2 separate regions of the Mus musculus genome follow, and region 2 is linked to region 1. Evidence: chromatin contacts called from public HiChIP or PLAC-seq data. All regions are on one chromosome and are shown on one strand. The core of a region is the stretch at or near the end of the contact, and the rest is flanking DNA. Distances in the headings are between cores, read along the strand shown.

Region 1 (4,856 bases), core at 1,766-4,265:
ATTTATTTGGGCTACCATTTGGGAAAGAAGAGAAAGGACACCATAGAGGCCGCCTGAGAACACTTGAGTGTTCGGGAGAGCATACAGAAGAAGGCAACGCAGTTTTCGGGAGAGCATACGGAAGAAGGCAACGCAGTCCAGCAGACGGAAGTTACCGGGAGCCAACTGTGGGCGGTGTCTGCTCCACTCATCAACAGACATCATGTTACAGACACAGCCCAGGCAGACCTTCAAGTCAAAGGGAGGGACACATACCAAAACTAAACCCTAATCCGGGCTCCTGCTTGTGAGCCGCTTTCGAGTGTTGTGTTCGACACTCAAAATGAGAAACACTTCTCAGGACCTGGAAAAAAAATAGATATAATAAGTAAACTTAATAACCTAAATATCAACCAAATGCAAAAACACTGGCTAGGCCATTGAGGTCCTTACTGTATAGACGGGTGACCGGAGCCTGAGCCCTGGAACCCACGTGGTGGGAGAGAGAACTCACTCCCACCACCGTCTTCTGGCTTCCACCTTGCTGCATGTACTGAGAGTTCCACACAGACACATCCGCACACAAATGAGTATTGTCATACAGACCCCAGGGCAAGCACAGCATCTGTATGGCTATGTTTTTATTCAAGAGCTACGTTCTTAAAGTCAGTACTAAATAAATTATAACTCAAACGTCAATTACAAGCTAGAGGGATGCCTAACCATAAAGGAAATGTTATTCAATTTTATAGTTTTTCATTTGTGTGTCTATATATGTGTGGTGAGGGTACAGGATTCTCTGGAGTTGGAGTTACATATAGTTCTGAGCCACCTAACATCAGTGTTGAGAAGCCAACTCAGGCCCTCCGCAAGAGCAGTAAATATTAAATGAGAAAAAAATGTAAATTGCTCAGTCATTCTCATTCTCTCTCTCTCTCCCTCCCTTCCACCCTCCCTCCTTCCGTGTGTGTGTGTGTGTGTGTGTGTGTGTGTTCAAGTGCAGTTTTTGGTGGTGCTGTTTGTTTTGTTTTTGAGACAGGTCTCAATACGTAGCTGTGGCTGATTTGGAAATTTACTTTGTACACAAGGCTGGCCTTGAACTCCCAGAGAGCTCCCTAACTCTACCTTCATAAATGCAGGGTTAAAGGCTTGACCCACCACACCAGGCCCTAATAATTTGGTTTGTGTTCCTGTTAGGACAAGTTCTTTTGAAGTAGTTTAGGATAGCCCCCAAGCCCACCGTGGAATCCAGGCTAGCCTTGGGATCTCAATTCTTCTGCCTCTACTTCCGAGATTAAATGAAGACCACCACTCTACAAAACTGGTCAGCTGCATTTTATACAACTTAAGTGGCGGGCCCATTACTGGGCTCCTTATATACTGACATTAGTCATTCAATTAGAGTAGCTTAATGCACGCACGAGCCTGCTCATTGCTTGTGCAGAGAGGATGTGCAGGTCTGTGTGTGTCTGTGTGTGTGAACACACCTGTCTGTGTATGTGAGTGTGCACGTGTCTGTGTGTAGACAGCTTAGAAACAATAAAAAAAAGAACAGGGTTAAAAACTTAGCATTACAACATAGAGTTTAAGTTTTGCAAACACCCGTCTGGGAACAGTTCCAAACACACAATTTGTATTTACACCTGAAAATCAGGCTCACTAATCCTAGGAGATAACTGGAGATTATTAAAATAAGACAGCCAGGCTTGAAGGCAGAGGTGAAGCTGTGAGCGCCGCACCACCCTGGACTACAAAATGAGACCCAATATAAAGAACGACGACACTCTGAAACTCTAAAGTCAGAAGAGAATTGCGTTTATTATTCCTGGCTCTCTGCCAAAACCAAGGAATTCCAATATGGGAACACTACTAACTTTAGTCTTCAAGCCCGCAACTACAGCATAACTAAGTAACGAATTACTTAGAAATTTGACTCTTGGTTTTATCCCGGTGTGAAAAATAGGATAAAGGAATGCATTTTCTGTTTTGTTATGGTGTTAGACTTTCCCTCTCTTGTCCTTGGAGGCACCAAGAAACCTGTAGTTCTGTTGTCAGAATAAAAAATAACTTTAAAACCCTTCAATTTCTGCTTTCAGAACCTGTTGAGTTGTATAGTAATGGTGTTGTAAATTCTAAAACTACAGCTTTCGGTGCCAGAGGCAACTTCAGTCCAGTTTTAGGTGGTATAAATGGAGGTTTGTACGAACACATCGCTAATATAACAAACTAGTGGTTAAAACAGCTTAGGAGACAAAACTCTGCAGGGTACAACATTTAGAAAGCAAGCTTCATGAAAATTCTTCGGTAGGCTTGTCTCCCTTTTGTTTTTTGGAAGGGTGCCTGTACATCACAAAACCACAGGCGTCCTAACCCTGTTGGTGCGAGCGGAGCGGCCCACTTCCCTTTCCTTCGTGTTGTGCCTGTGTTCTGTGCACACCCAGGATCAACCTGTTTGGATCCTAACACTTGTTCACGCCCGTGGCTACAGAACCACACACTGATGCCTTCCTGGGGTGGGACTACAGTCAAAGTTTTTTGGAAGTGATCGCCTCTGCCACAGCAGGGTTCTGACACCGGGTTCCCTTCAAGAAGCGTGGGTGACTGGAGAGAAGTGGCTGAGCCCATTGACCCAGAATGAAGCAGGTCCGCAGGGCCACGCCTGCAGGGGTCAGAGCCCGGAGATCAGTGAGGGAGGGCGGCAGGCAGCGCGGGGGGACGCCCGCAGGCTCCCGCTTTCCCCCAGGCCGCGTAGGGCCGACCCTCCCGATACCACCCGGTCACCCGCTCACCCTGCAGCCTCTGCGGAACGCCGCTGCCATGATGGCTCCTCGATCTGCTGCCTCCGACCACCTCCGTGCAGCAAGCAAAACGGACGGGGGTCCCGCCCCCAGGAGGCGTGGCTTGGAGGGAGGAGAGGGGCGGGCCTTAGACTCTAGGGGTGCGGAGGCGTGCGGGTCAAAGTCTGCAGACCTCGGGGGCGTGGCCTAGGGAGTCCCTTTACACACAGATGAGGTCTGAGCTCTCAGACTGACTTCGGCTGAGAGACAGAGGGATGACGGGTCCAAGCAGAAGACCTTGGGCGTGGTCTTTGCAGGCTCAAGGGGTGTGGCCTGGGAGGCGGGGCTAGATGAGGGAGGGTCTCGGGTCCGGACCTGGGCCAGAAGAGGGAGTGGCCTGAAGGCCCTCTGCGCATGCGTCCTGCTCCCGACCTTGCCCGAGCCTAAACTTCTGTGCTTGGCCCGGAGAAGAAGACTGTGTGCCCAGTGTCACCGGAGCCCGAAGGTCACGTTCTTTCCAGAGGGCTGCCCGGGAGAGCTGGACCCGAATCTAGGCCAGAGGGCGCAGCCAGACGTTTCTAGCAGTCAGCTGTGACCTTTACTTGGAGAGTCAGATTCTTTATGGCTCCGGTATTCACTGGAACAACAAATTCTGGGCTAGATCGATAGGTAGTCTGTACTCCTTAAAATTTAAATAGGAAATTAGCTGCATGTGTAGCCAGGGCGACTAAGACATCTCAGTGCCAGGAGACTGAGAAGGAAGATCACTGCGAGTTTGAGGCCAGCGAGAGCCAAGTAGCAAAACCTAAACAAACCAAAGCACAATAGTGTTTATTTCATCTATTTTTCTGAACGTTTTCAAGGCTACTTATTATCCACTTATATAGATGTGGGAAGCATCCTTGGGAACCCAAGCTGAGCCTATCCAAAAGCTCCCCAGACAGTGAACATTGGGAGTGAAATTTTGCTCATGAGTTTGTAAACTTTGCTTAAATTCCCATTGTCTTCCAGTTAGACCTTGTGTCTGAGATGGTAGCTGTGGTGTTATAAAGATGAGAGATTATAAAACTTCTTAGTGTTGGGTACCTTAGTTGCCAAAGATTAAGCTGTCAATAGTCCTCTTGCTCTCTGCTTCAAGGAACTGGGAGACAGGAGCTTATTTTTGAGACTAATGAACAATGAAAAATTCTCATCTTCTCTCTGTCTTACCTGTAGCATTGTCAGGCACACCAAAGCCTAGAAAAGGTATGTGGATTCCATTGTGAGATAAATGCTCAGATCTATAAGATTAATCTTTCAACATCAACAATCTTTCCTGAAACATAGTTTCTAATGGTTGTAAGGGAACATTCCAGAAAAAGGTATCTTCCTTTGAATGGCCTGCTAGTCTGATGAGCTGTTTAAACCTCTGATTGTGGAATGTTCCAGGTCCACAAACAACATTATCTGTGCCATTTTTAGCCTCCTTGGCAGCCATTTATTGCCTTCCTTTATGTGTAAGCTAACAGCTTTGTGACCATTAGGTACATTCTTTAGAATATTCAGGCACACACCTACCTCCCACCAACCAGATGGCAAATGTTGTCAGATAGCATTGGAAGCCTATGGCTTTTTTTTTTTTTCTGTAACATTTCTACTAAAGTATTTGAAAAGTACTTTGATGTAAATATGACCTTCTTTGCTCTGTTTCCATTAAGCATCTTGATATTGCTACTTCATTGGAACAGAGACTTTGGGGTAGCCTGGAGAGATGCTTTGAGAGCGTGTCTCTCTGTCTCTGGTACAGTGTGTTTGCTTCACCTCACATTCACTCTCAAACAGGAATAACAAGGGTTAGCGATCTTACAATATTTGACTGACTGTATAGCATTAAGGAGTTGGACCCAAAGTTAAGAGAACAGATGCAAATGAAGGTAGCAGACTTTTATCCTTCTCAGCAATCTTTGAGCCCAAGTGAAGAGTTGGAGCTTTTTTTTGGGGTGGGGGGGAGTGTTGTTGTTGTTTTTTTTGAGACAGGGTTTCTCTGTATAGCCCGGGCTGTCCTGGAACTCACTTTGTAGACCAGGCTGGCCTCGAACTCAGAAATCTGCCTGCCTCTGC
Region 2 (4,856 bases), core at 1,425-3,924, 630 kb after region 1:
GGAGGTCAGGCAGGTTTGCCAGACATGGTCAACTCACTGCTCCGTCAACTTCAGGGACCTCACCGTGGCTTCGAGAAGGATCTCTCTCTCTCTCTCTCTCTCTCTCTCTCTCTCTCTCTCTCTCTCTCTCTCTCTCTCTCTCTCTCTCTCTCTCCTTTCCCCATTTAATACAATAATATATAATCATATATAATCCTTCAGGACACAAAAGTGATTCACTTTTTTTTTTTTTTCCAGAAAGGACTTCTCTTTTGTTTATCACAGTAGATTCTCAGGCTTCTGATGTAGCTTTTAGCAGATGTAGCTACAAAAACAGAGGATTCGAAACATTTTCCGGCAATGTTTTGTTAAGGGCGGAGTGCTGAAGGAAGGCAAGGCAGGATTGCCCAGTAGCGGTTACCACATTAAGAAATCCGGCTTTTAGGGACGAAATGAAAAGGCACCCGAGCATCTCAGCTGTGTAAATCATTACTTTGATGTAAGGAGGTGTTTAGCATTTGTGTTTAAAAGCTTGTGTCACCAACATGTGCAAATGAATTCCGCAGAATCTGCTTAATTGATTTTTTTTTTTATCTTCAAGAGCAAATTTGGGGATAGAAAGGTGATATTATGGGCTTCGGATATCAAAACTCAGCACAGCCTTAGAAAGAATTCTCTTCAAGCACAGCAGAGAGAGGGTGGGGGCAAAGACTCAGTAACTGACCAACGGCTATCTTGTGTTTGCAACAAATAAAGCTATTAGATACATATCCGTGTGGTTTAGAGAAAAAAAGAGTAATTTAAAACAAGCTTTGAAAACCTAATTTTAAAAAACTACGACAAAATGAAACTTTGTAAAGCACAGGCATTTAAGCTTCTTGGAAATAGTAATCAGTGAGACAAAGACTAAAAAGCCAAGAGATGCAGAATTTATAAATGAAAAATGGGAAGAAGTGAACGTAATAATAATAATGATGATGATAATAATAATAATAATAAATACGGGTTTATAATACAGGGTAAAATGAGAATTACTTTCCTAACATAAAACTTGCTGTAATTAATTTAAGAAACATATTATTTACTTAGGCATATTGAAATATACAAAACCACGTTCAAATGTATGTTTGAGTCTAGCTATGTGTTTAATTTGGAAGGAACACACGAATGTTCTAGTACACTCATTGCTACCAGAGTAATTATTTATGAAGAATAAGCCATGATGACAAACTTCATTACTCAATAACATTGGTAAACATTAAAATATTTAAAGAATAATGTAGTACATTATGGTTCATTCTATTTAAATGTCACAATCATAGCAGCCTTTATGCCTGTATTTCTTTGAATTGCTAGAAATTGGTGTGCTGCTCATGCAAGCTGATATTATAGTCATATGACCTAATTAAACATTGGGATTCATATTTTAAATGTATAATTACCAGAGTTGTCATTTTTAAAAACGTAATTACTGCTTTCTACATTAGTAGCAAAACTTGGCATTCCCGTCAACAGGGCTGTGGAAAGTTCCTCCGCAATGTTTGTCTTTTCTTGTTGTAAAGAAACAATGGAAATAATTTTGGTGTGGAAACTCTCTTTAAATATTATTTTCCCGGAACAGATTTCTGTCTTTTAACACTAAGGATTTCTGCTCTCAGAATTGTACAGAGCTGCCTTATGCATTTTGCTGTCATTTGTAATCCATTCATCCTTGTTGATAGAAACACATTTCATTCCAAGCGTTTGGGGAACCCACAGACAGCACCGGTGTGATATGTAAGAGATGCGGCTCGCTTCCATTATTTTAAAACAGAGCCGGCTCAATGATTTGGGGCTTTGGGGAAGAATTCTTCATTCCTGAATTGCTCAGAATCAATCACAACGGCCTCTCCGTTATTTCAATATCGCAAATCCCTTCTGATTAGCCCTCTTTAAAAGAGATGAACTGGCTTCAGGATTGTTTGGCCCTGTTGGAAGCCCTGTCCTGGAGAATGACAGATGATGTAATTAAATTGAATCGTGTGTTTTCCGTAGAAAGAAAGCATGACTTGAGAGCCAATGTGGACGATCCCCTCATTCCTATATTTAGATTGCTCACGTCAACAGGGCAGCAGGCCACTGACCAACAACCGAGGCTCGGGATCACATGAAGCCTTTTTAATTTTTTAAAACAATGGAAAGATTAAAGAAAGAGAAGTAATAGAAAGAAAGAAAGAAAGAAAGAAAGAAAGAAAGAAAGAAAGAAAGGAAGGAAGAAAGAAAGAAAGAAAGAAAGAAAGAAAGAAAGAAAGAAAGAAAGAAAGAAAGAAAGAAAGAAAACGGCCGATGAAATAAATGTCCCCACTTGAAGAGCTATCCTTCACCCCCTGAGTGAAAGAATGCCCCTTTTCCCATTTAGAGGATTGATTTACCCAGAGTGCAATATAGAAACGTCTGCAGAAGCAGTTAAGCTTAGGACCCAAGGAGGAGCCCCGCCAGAAAGTAAGCGCTCCAAGTTCACGGAGGGGCGCCTGCCAAATTCCTCTGTTAGTTTGTAAGTGAAAATACAAATGCGATATTTAGCAAAACTGCTCCTTTGTCTTTTAAATGGGACGTGTAAACTAGAGATTATGCGGGCGAGCCAGATCTTACTTGAGCTCCATCTAGCAGCTAGTAGCAAGGAGGTAAGTCATCGCCGGTTTCTCAACATTTGATCGCACATGTTTACAGGAAGGGCAGAGCTTCTAACCAGTCTCCCCTCCCAGTCTCTCTTAGCTGATTTCCACTTTCACACAGCCAAGCCACAACCGTTGTCTTACACTCTAGCTGTGATGTACTTGGAACAATCTTTGCTCTACTGAGTTGAAAGGGTCCTATTGACACTTCAGCTTTAGAATCTCAGAGAAAACCAGTGTTGCAAAGACCCTCGAAACGGAGATATCAGAAATTCCCTGGAGGGTCTGGAAGGACGCTGAGTTAACAGTGAGGGCTGCATGCACAGCCAGAGTTTGCTCTTTAGCAAGAATGTAAAAAAATCAGGCATAGTCCTGTTTTGTAACCCCAGCACTAGGGAAGTGGAGACAATGGACTCCCTGGGGTCCCCTGGCCAGACAGCCTAGAATAACTGGTGAGCTATTGGCCAAGTCAGCTACCCCATCTCAAAACAGGGTACACAGTGCCTGAGGAAAAACATCTGAGGCTGACCTCTTGCCTGGTCAGCATATGGACATGTGCAACCACAAAACCACATATTCACCCACACACTTAGAATGGCCATTTGGAATGGATAGCGGTGCATTCTTTAGATTGGATTGTTAAATGTAGATATTGAAGCATTTTGTTTGCTCAGTGTTAAGCATTATAATGAGCATAAAGATCGAAAGGCCCATATGAAACGTGGGAGCTTTGTACTCATAGAAGAAAACAATTTAAGGCGAAAATCTATATAGTCCGGATGAATTTGGCTATAATTATCTACTCTGTCCAGAACACTTGTAGATTCAATACAGATGTATTGAAACTGTAATTTCTCTAGAAGTGCATGAGTGCATTTGCATGCACGCACACACACACACACACACACACACACACACACGCGCGCGCGCACACATACATACACAGGCATGCACACATACACATACATAAGCATTAACACACAGATTCATCTTTGAAATTGCACAAATAGGATTACAAATTTTTACTTACATACCTAATAAGTGAAATGTACTTAAAAATATGAAAGTGAACAGAACAATTTTAAGTACACACACAAACACAGACACACACACATACACATAGACACACACACATTCATACAAGAAGCACACAAGACACACACATACACACAGATGTACACATACACACACACACACACACACACACACACACACTCACACAAACACACACACACACCTCAGACTAAACACTGAAGCACTTGTTTTTAGTGTTCACTTTTTTAATGTATCAGCTTCAAATATTCCTGATAAATAGCTTTTTAGTATTAAAACACTAAATGACTAAAATATTATCATTTTGCATATAATTACTATAAAAATACAATAGAAGTTGGTTTCATAATGTCTTTTGAAAAAATAAACCTTTGGAATATTGTAGGACTGTAAATAAAGCACAGCCAAGCTCTTGAACTTCACCGGCGCCTCCTAAGCCGCTCTAGGACTGTGCGTGCTACTCTGCCACCTGGTGGCCGATGTAGGCAGTTACTCAACGTTCTGTTCACCCCTTTCTTGCCCGCTCTCTGTTTTGTAAAACGGGTTAATTAAACTTTCCTCTGACATCATGCCATTCTTGCTGCTGTAGGAGGCATTGATAGTTTCTGCCACTCCAAAGCAACACACAGACAAAACAGGTGGCGTTAGGAGCCTGTTGTTTCCTTTTTGTTGTTGCTGTTGCTTTGGTTTTGAAGAAAGGGTTTCTCTGTGTCGCCCTGACTGTCCGGGAACTCTCTGTAGACCAGGCTGGCTGGCCTCAAACTCAAAGATCTGCCTGCTTCTGTCTCTCGAGTGCTAGAATTAAAGATGCTTGCCACCACTGTCCAGCTAAGAAGTCTCATTTCAAATATTAGAATTAAGTTTATTTGTAACTATGTGAAATTTTAAGCTAAAGATAAACCATTGAGAAAATAATTTTAAAGGAGAGAATTCTGTTATAATTTTAATTTAAATTAAAGGCATACCACCACCAGCAGGCAGGAACTTATTGTTAAGATGAGGAAATTCACTAAGATTTTTGATCTCTCCTTGTTGGCTTTCTCTAAAGACATACACGGAGTTTGTTTTAGTCCCATCGTGCCTTGGAGAGAGGCTGAGAGTTAGTCATTATAGCTGAGAAACAAAGGGCTGCGTTAAGTGCTATCATGGACAACACTCCAAGGCTTTAAT

The links. HiChIP or PLAC-seq counts read pairs in DNA pulled down with a chosen protein or histone mark.
Region 2: a contact with region 1 is called in an H3K4me3 HiChIP or PLAC-seq map of embryonic stem cells, with 5 times the contacts expected there. The contact joins the enhancer-like site here to the promoter of Acadm in region 1. A contact is called at or near these places in 3 of 39 promoter capture datasets (the 3T3-L1 cell line, cranial neural crest and hippocampal neurons), 2 of 15 datasets of contacts at CTCF or cohesin (hippocampal excitatory neurons and large pre-B cells), 23 of 484 Hi-C or Micro-C datasets (the AML12 cell line, the G1E-ER4 cell line, LSK cells and 15 more), 13 of 115 datasets of contacts at active chromatin or transcription factors (astrocytes, bone marrow-derived macrophages, embryonic basal ganglia and 7 more) and 4 of 9 other capture datasets (adipose tissue, embryonic stem cells, liver and 1 more).

The regions. Positions count from the first base shown.
Region 1 is chr3:153,941,628-153,946,483 of GRCm38.p6, forward strand. It overlaps Acadm (acyl-Coenzyme A dehydrogenase, medium chain), which reads right to left and starts at 3,016. Exons shown (of 12, transcript NM_007382.5): 1 at 2,769-3,016; 2 at 256-343. The coding sequence starts at 2,798.
Region 2 is chr3:154,568,362-154,573,217 of GRCm38.p6, forward strand. No RefSeq gene overlaps it. Among named protein-coding and RNA genes, the nearest start is that of Gm40186, 3.7 kb to the left of the region's middle. Within about 2 kb of position 2,675, at least 27 of the 459 cell types and tissues checked have an H3K27ac peak or open chromatin away from gene starts, as enhancers often do. A contact at or near this core is called in fibro-adipogenic progenitors and palatal mesenchyme, where this site is marked.